2 separate regions of the Mus musculus genome follow, and region 2 is linked to region 1. The links are chromatin contacts, called in public promoter capture Hi-C maps. All regions are on one chromosome and are shown on one strand. Each heading gives the region's core, a stretch centred on a gene start, on an enhancer-like site or on the middle of the called end of the contact. The rest is flanking DNA. Distances are from core to core; before and after follow the strand shown. Region 1 overlaps Kif1b (kinesin family member 1B). Region 2 has its middle 9.8 kb from the start of H6pd.

What was found. Promoter capture Hi-C pulls out the DNA fragments that hold promoters and counts their contacts.
Region 2: a contact with region 1 is called in a promoter capture Hi-C map of liver, with 9 times the contacts expected there. The contact joins two enhancer-like sites. A contact is called at or near these places in 2 of 39 promoter capture datasets (liver and pre-B cells).

Annotation. Positions count from the first base shown.
Region 1 is chr4:149,302,133-149,305,943 of GRCm38.p6, reverse strand. The region is part of intron 1 of Kif1b (kinesin family member 1B); the gene reads left to right. Among named protein-coding and RNA genes, the nearest start is that of Kif1b, 3.7 kb to the left of the region's middle. Within about 2 kb of position 1,338, at least 15 of the 459 cell types and tissues checked have an H3K27ac peak or open chromatin away from gene starts, as enhancers often do. A contact at or near this core is called in liver, where this site is marked.
Region 2 is chr4:150,011,169-150,014,979 of GRCm38.p6, reverse strand. No RefSeq gene overlaps it. Among named protein-coding and RNA genes, the nearest start is that of H6pd, 9.8 kb to the right of the region's middle. Within about 2 kb of position 1,614, at least 54 of the 459 cell types and tissues checked have an H3K27ac peak or open chromatin away from gene starts, as enhancers often do. A contact at or near this core is called in liver, where this site is marked.

The DNA.
Region 1 (3,811 bases), core at 89-2,588:
ACTGGCTTCAGAGAGAGCCTGTAAATGTGTTTTCCTAGACTTTGATCCTGCACAGGATCTGGAGAGATGGTGTGACTCCTGCCTTCTTTATGCCCTTTAATTTAAACTTCATTTATTATATATATTTGTTTTTGGGAGGGAGTTGGAGCGCTAGCTCGGGTCTTAGACATGTTAGACAAGCTGTCTACTAATGAGCTAGACTCCCACGATCCATGCTCCCTTTTTTAAATGCGTAAGTTCTTTTTTCCCCCTATTTTAATTATCTGTCTACTTAAGAATAACTACAAAAACAAATTCCAATGTTTTTCTATTTCTAAGAAAAATCAGCACACTATTTTTTTTTTTTTTATAATTTTTACCGTTAGGCAATCTCAGTGAACTTTCAACAGACACTAATTTTGTTTTTTTTTTTAATTTGTTTATTTTATGTGTATGAGTGTTTTGCTTGCATGTATATGTATATGCACTGTGTGCTTGTGTGGTGCCCTCCAAGGAGAGATGAGGGTTGGATCCTCTGGACTTGGAGTGACAGGTGATTGTGAGCCACTCTGTGGGTGCTGGGAGCTGAACCAGGGTCCCCCTCAGGAGCAAACAGTGCTCTTAACTGCTAAGCTGTTTCTCAAGACTAAAGTTAGTGGTGTTGGCAGTACATTAATTAATATTAAAAAAATACAGAATGTTTGTTTATGATTCCATATCAAAATAAGGAGTAGCTTTAAGTACATGTAAAGAACTGAGATTAAATATAATTTAAGCTTTTGAAAAAAATTAGTCCTGCTGGGCAGTGGTGGCACACGCCTTTAATCCTAACACTTGGGAGGCAGCGGCAGGCAGATTTCTGAATTTGAGGCCAGCCTGGTCAACAGAGTGAGTTCCAGGATAGCCAGGGCTATACAGAGAAACCCTGTCTCAAACAACAACAACAACAACAACAAATTAGTCCTGATTATAAATCTGAAATGGAGGAAAGATTTCTTGACTCTGCATAGGTCTTTGCTGTTGAATATATTTCTAGAATTTATCCGATTAAATACAGATTTCTTGAGTTTGCATAGGTCTTCACTATTGAATATTTTTCTAGAATTTATCCAATTAAGTACAGTTTCTAAGGCATAGGTCAGACTTTTCCATTTCAAAACCAGATATGAATGCACTTTCTTTTTTTCTACTAAATTAGTGCAGGGAATAAATTATTGCCCAAGAAAAGTCTGTCAACAGTTCCCAAGGCCAAAGCTTTCTAGCCTATTTTTTTTTCTGTTTTGGTCTTGTTCTGTGTACAAAATAAAGGTCAACAATGAACCCTTGCTGCCTTGTTTGTAAACCCCTTCCCAGGCTACTCACTGTAACAAGTCTTTCCCAAGAGTAAGCATATCCCTTCGGTCTTGTAAACTGATGTGATAGAATTCACAGTGCCCTGAAGTTAAAGGTGTATTGTTCCTGTTTCACAGTGTTCTCTTTGGAAGAGGCCTTGTGTGAACAGATAGTGGTAAACGTGTGAACTCCATAAGAGAGTGAATATGTATACTTCTAGAACCTTTATTTTGGTGCAGGGTAGAAGACATTAAACAGATGTGGCTGTGATAAGAAAGCTTGTAGAAGGGGTCTTGGACTGCCCAGAGGTTGTTTTGTTCTGTTTTGTTTTGTTTTTGTGAAGAGCTCAGTGATTGGTTTGTTCTCATAGTGGTTAGAGGTCAATCCAGCCCACAGAGAGACTCAGGTCTTCATCCCAAAATACTGTAAGGCCTACCATTTGTTCTTAGACTCCCTTCGCATTGCAGTTGCATATTCCCTTTACCTCTGATGCACTTAGTGCACTGCTGCTTGTGCTGTGGAAGCGTCTGTGATTTTCTCTTTCTCATGCTGTATAATATTAATGGTCTTATGATTGTTTATGGCTGCATACGAGGTGCAGGTTAAAAGACTAACATCTATGCGTGCGTTGGCAGCACATATACTAAAAGACGAAAACTATTTCTTAGATACAAAACCTTTTTTTGGTTGGCAGGGCTGAGGACTGGACTTGTTAGGCAAGTGCTCTACCCAATCCCCAGCCCCATAAAGCTTTTCCATTTTATTTTACAGTTTAAAATTTTCATGTTTACAACAGAGCTTGACATTGAGTTACATACTTCTGTCATTTTCTCCTTTGGTAACTTGGGCATCTTTTGGCTCAGTTTTCCCTCACATTCAAATTTTATTGTTATCTTTGTGTTGCTAGGCACTGGACCCTGGGCTTTGCATATGCTGAGCTAGGGAATGTGCTCTTGAGCGAGGGCTCTAGCCTCATACAGGTTTTTCACATCATCTCGGCAGATGTCAGTGACTATCTACGTAAACAGTAGCAGCGGCAATAACGAGGAGAAAAGCATTGTGCTCATATTAAGCAGTTTCTATATATCAGGAGGCTCTTCTGTAAGCACATTTATTAACCAAATTCATAGACAGCCATGCCAAGTACATACTGTTATAGCTCTTTCTCATGTGAAGAAACTGAAACCTGCTAAACTTCCCTACCATGACTAGAGCTGGGTTAGTGACCACTGTGCTGAACTTCTTTAAAAACTATCCTTCCCTTAAAATTCCTTCACTTCTCGAGCACTGGCTGGGTTCTTTTCTGGTTACTGTTGTGCCACATCTTCTAACATGTCATTGCCTTCAGATCTCGAATTTGCCTTCTGATCTTAAACCCTGGTAATTTAGAGTTCTCACTTCTGAAGTCTTCTTGCTTGTGCATTCCGTGTTGAGGCCCCAAGGCTCCTCGTCTCTTCGTTTCCCACACTGTGACGTCTGGGTTTGCTGCTCCAGCTCTTTTCTTACGATACCAACCGTTGCTGTTTTAAGTTCCTTACTCTTCTGAAGGCCACTAGACACATGCCAGCCTGAACCAGTCCTGAGATCCGTTTGGTTGTTGTTTTGAGACAGAGTCTCTATGTCGCTCTGGCTGTCCTGAAACTCACTATGTAGACCAGGCTGGCCTCAAACTCACAGAGAGCTGCCTCTGCTTTGCAAGTGCTGGGACTGAAGGTGTACACCACTACCAAACATTTAGTACCAGGATGAGTCAATGCCTTCCCCTTAGGCTGTCTTTAGAGTTTTGTTTTTTCAAACAGGGTCTATGCAGTCCACGCTTCCCCCCTCCTGCCTCAAGCTCCTGAGTGCTGGGCACTAATACCTGACCCACTTTAAAATTTAGCATTAAAAACTATGATTTATTTTTTCCTTTTGCTTTAATTTCTAAACTAAACTATTAGTCCAGGCAAGCTGTATTTTTAGTTATCCCTCTGTACACAAGATTTTTGTTTACTTATATTTCAATAGTCTCATTATATGTGGAGCTTATAGTACTTTGCTCAAATACTTTCCAAAGGCAGTAAGTATTACAAAGTATAAACAAAAATTTCTTGTAATGGCTTATTTTACTATTTATTTTAACTGGGATGTATGTTATACAATCCAAGTGCTAGTTCTTAAAATCAAAACCAAACAACACAGCAGATCTTTAAAATTTATACAAAACTCTGTATTTGATGAGCTGGATGGCTGTGTGTGTGTAGACAGGAACAGGACTCAGGAGACCGAAGCCAGCCCCACAAAAGCAGACAAAGGTTCAAGGACAGAGCAAGTTAAGTAAGAGACACTTGCAGAGCAGTGGTGTAAAATGTGCATACCACTTCCCGTCGCCTCCTAGCAATAAAGGCTGGAAACCTGAATAAGAACAATATCAAAGAAGTAGGGGACTCTAGAGCCACTCATGCTGACTGTAATTAGCTGGAGAGAGGAGACACTTTATTTATTTTTTAATACCAGGTTG
Region 2 (3,811 bases), core at 365-2,864, 710 kb before region 1:
GGGATGCAAAGCACACATTTCCCTGGCAGGACTGTGGTGTGGCTCAGTGGTGTGGATCTGTGGTAGAGCACTTGCCTTGTGTACATAAGGACCTGGACTTCAGCCTCAGTACCACACAAAGAAAAAAAAATCTTTATGACATTGGGTTGGGCTAAGTAAAGCCTTCTTAGCTAGGACACTAAGAACAAAGACAGCAAAAGTAAAAATAGATAAACCGGACATCATCAGAATGAAAAACTTTTATGTCTTAAAGGACACCATCAGGAAGGTGAAGAGATCGCTAATAAAATGAAGAACATTTGCAATCAGCTCTGGGGAGTTGGGGGTGGGGAGGTAGCTCAGGTGGAATAGTGCTAGTCTAGCACACACAGGCTCTGACGTCAATCTTCCTCCAGTTTGCATGAACCAGGCCTGATGGTGCACACCTATATCCTAGTATCCCAGGAGGCAGGAGGAGGAGACATTCAAGGTCATCCTCAGCTACATAGTGAAATTGGGGCCAGCCTGGCCTACTTGAGGCCCTGTGTGCTGGTGGTAGTAGTAGTAGTAGTAGTAGTAGTAGTAGTAGTAGTAGTAGTTTTTGTTGTTGTTGTTGTTGTTGTTTTCGCTGCTATTGTTACTATTGTTGTTGCTGTTTTTGCTGTTGATGTTATTATTGTTGTTGATGTTTATGTTATTATTGTTGTTGTTGTTGTTGATGTTGTTGATGTTATTATTGTTTTTGATGTTGTTGATGGTGTTCTTTTGTCAACTTGCTACAAGCTAGAGTCATTTGGAAAGAGGGAACCTCAATTGTAAAAAAATGCTTCTATCAGGCTGGCCTGCAGGCAAGTTTGTGGGTCATTTTCTTGATTAATGATCCTTATGGGAGGGTCCAGCTCATTGCAGTTGGTACCATCTCTGGGCAGGTCCTGGGATGTATAAAAAAGCAGCTGAACAAGCCATGGGGAGCGGGCCAGTGAGACTTTTTCCTTCCTGGTTTCGGATTCAGTTCCTGCTTCCAGAACTTCCCTGAGTCATGGCATGTAAAATGTAAGCTGAAATAAACTTTTTCCTCCCAAAGCTGCTTTGGGTCTTTAGCGTAGCAGTGGAAAGTGAACCAAGACGTCCCATGTCAAAACAAATGAACAAAAAGAGCAAGCAACTTAACGTGGGAAGGAATTTGTATTTGTATTTAGAATACATGGGGAACTCAGGCTAGAGAGATGGCTCAGCTGTTCAGGACTGCGCTTCCAGAGGACCCGAGTTCCTCTCCTGGCATCTACACCAGCTGACTCACAACAACCTAGAACTCTAGAACTCTAGCTCTGGGGATGCAAAGACTCTGGCTTCACCTCACATACACCCCGCCCCACGAAACACATACACACAGCTACACACAAGACCTAGTGGGAAAACGAGTGAAGAACTTAACTAGACATTTCTCCGGAAGAGAGAGAGAATAAATATGCACAGGAATGGTCATCAGCACTGGTCTGCCAAGCAGGAAAATGCCAAGCAGAATGACAGGCAGCTCTGCCTTGGCAGCCTCTGGAACGGCTACAACCGAAAGTCCCACAATCACAGGGTTGGCACAGTGCAGGGTTCAGGGAGAAGTGTACACCATTTTGGAAAACAGTGGAGTAGGTCAAAGGTCAAACACAGAGCTGCCCTGTGACCCTGCTGTTCTGCTATGAGCGTACACCCATGAAAAACAAAAGCTTGTGTCCACATTAAAACTTGTACACATAATTGCATCATTTTCAAGAGCCAGAAAAGCAAAAATAGTCAACATTCTCAAGGTACACCCGTGCAATTAAACGTTATCTACTGGGGACTGGAAAGATGGTTCAGTGGTCAAAGGAACTTGGTGTTCACTCCTGAAGTGGACTGGAGATTGATTTCCAGCACCAACATCGGATTGGCTTTCACATGGGCTGTTAACTCCAGTCCCAGGGAATCTAATACCTTCTTCGGGCCTCTAAGGGCCACCAGGTGTTCATGCGGTACATAGACACCATACAGGCAAAATACCAGTATGCATAAAATTAATTAATTAACTGGTTAAACATGTATTTTGGGCCAGGCATGATGGTGCATAGCTTTAACTCCCATTACTTGAGGAGGCTGAGGCAGGTGGATCTCTATGAATTTAAGACCAGCCTAGTCTACTCAGAGAGTTCCAGATCAAAGAAAAAAAAAAGCTGGAGTCTAAAATGAGAAGTATAATTTGGGATTACACAAGTGTCCCTCTCCAGTCTATACTCTTAAAGCACACACTCTTTCCCTGGCTGAGTCAGAAACTGTACCCAGATAAGAGCAAGAGAAAGTCTCAGTTCCCAACTGCCATCCAAGCCCTGAAGACAAGGAGCCCCAGGCCAAGGAACTTCCAAACTGAGAACAGTCCTCAGCCAAAGGCAGGAGGGAAACCGGGGAGTTCTCAGATCTCAAGGCACTGAGCTGTACCAGAGCAGAACACTTCTGAAGCAACACCACGGCTTCTCTGCCCAGGACCAAGCAACCCCTGTAGCCCAGCCAGACCAGAGGCAGCGTAAGGGAACAAACAGATCGGTTGTTTAACTGTGGTACTCCATTATGGCAGCAACAGGGAACAGAATAATAAGTCATTTGGAGATTTCTTGTGTGGGGATGAAAATGTCTACCCATGGCTGAAGAGCCATACCACACCTGTTCTCTCCCTCCCTCTTCAGTGAGAAGCAAGAAGCCAGCAAGTAGAGCCGACTTGGGGCATGGTGCCTGAAAATAGAAACTGTAACATGATTTTATTTCTAACTCCATAGACATCTCTGTGAGTCATTCATCTCCCCGGGTTTCACATTCCATGTCTGCAAAGCAGGCTGAGTTAACCCCGACCTGCTCACCCAGTATGCTGTGTGATGATTAGAATACAAAGCCCCCCACCCCCACCCAACACACCCCAATGTGCTTCACAGAGACCCTGGTGTTTTCTTCCTTACCCAGTGCAAGATAAACCAGGCGCAATCTGACCACGAGAACCCCTCCCCTAAGGGACAGTTGTCCCCTCCCCCACAACCCCAACTTCCTCCACGGAGTTTTGAGTAAACAGTTTGGAGTGTGTAGTAGCAGCTAGCACAGAAAGGAGAAACTCCAGGCAGGTAGAGGTACTGGGACTAATCCCAAGCAAGGCCCACACAAACAAGGTTTCCAGGCTGATTTGGAGGAAGCAGTGCTCTCATACCTAGACAATTGGCGCTTAACGCAATTGGATTGTTTGTATGAAGAGTTAAGAAATAGTTCACGGGGCTGGTGAGATGGCTCAGTGGGTAAGAGCACCCGACTGCTCTTCCAAAGGTCCAGAGTTCAAATCCCAGCAACCACATGGTGGTTCACAACCATCTGTAACAAGATCTGACACTCCCTCTTCTGGAGTGTCTGAAGACAGCTACAGTGTACTAACATATAATAAATAAATAAGTCTTTAAAAAAAAAAGAAATAGTTCACATCAAACCAGAAGGCTCAGGGGTAGGACGGGAGGTGACAGAGGAAGAAGAGGGGGTGTTAGAGAGATGGATCAGTGGTACAGTGACTGCTGTGCATCGCTAGCACCTACATAATAAAGCCAGGCACGGTTACATATGGCCTAATATCCAAGCACTGGAGAGAACAGCCAAACCAGCTAGATGGAGCCCACTGTAATGGAGATACTGACTCTAAATAAGGCACAGAGGCTGGAGAGATGGTTCAGGGTGAGGGGAACTTGTTGCTATTTCAAAAAAGCCAGGTTCTGTTCCCAGCACCCACAGAGTGGTTTATAAGTTAGGTTTCAGGGGATCTGACACCCTCTTCTGA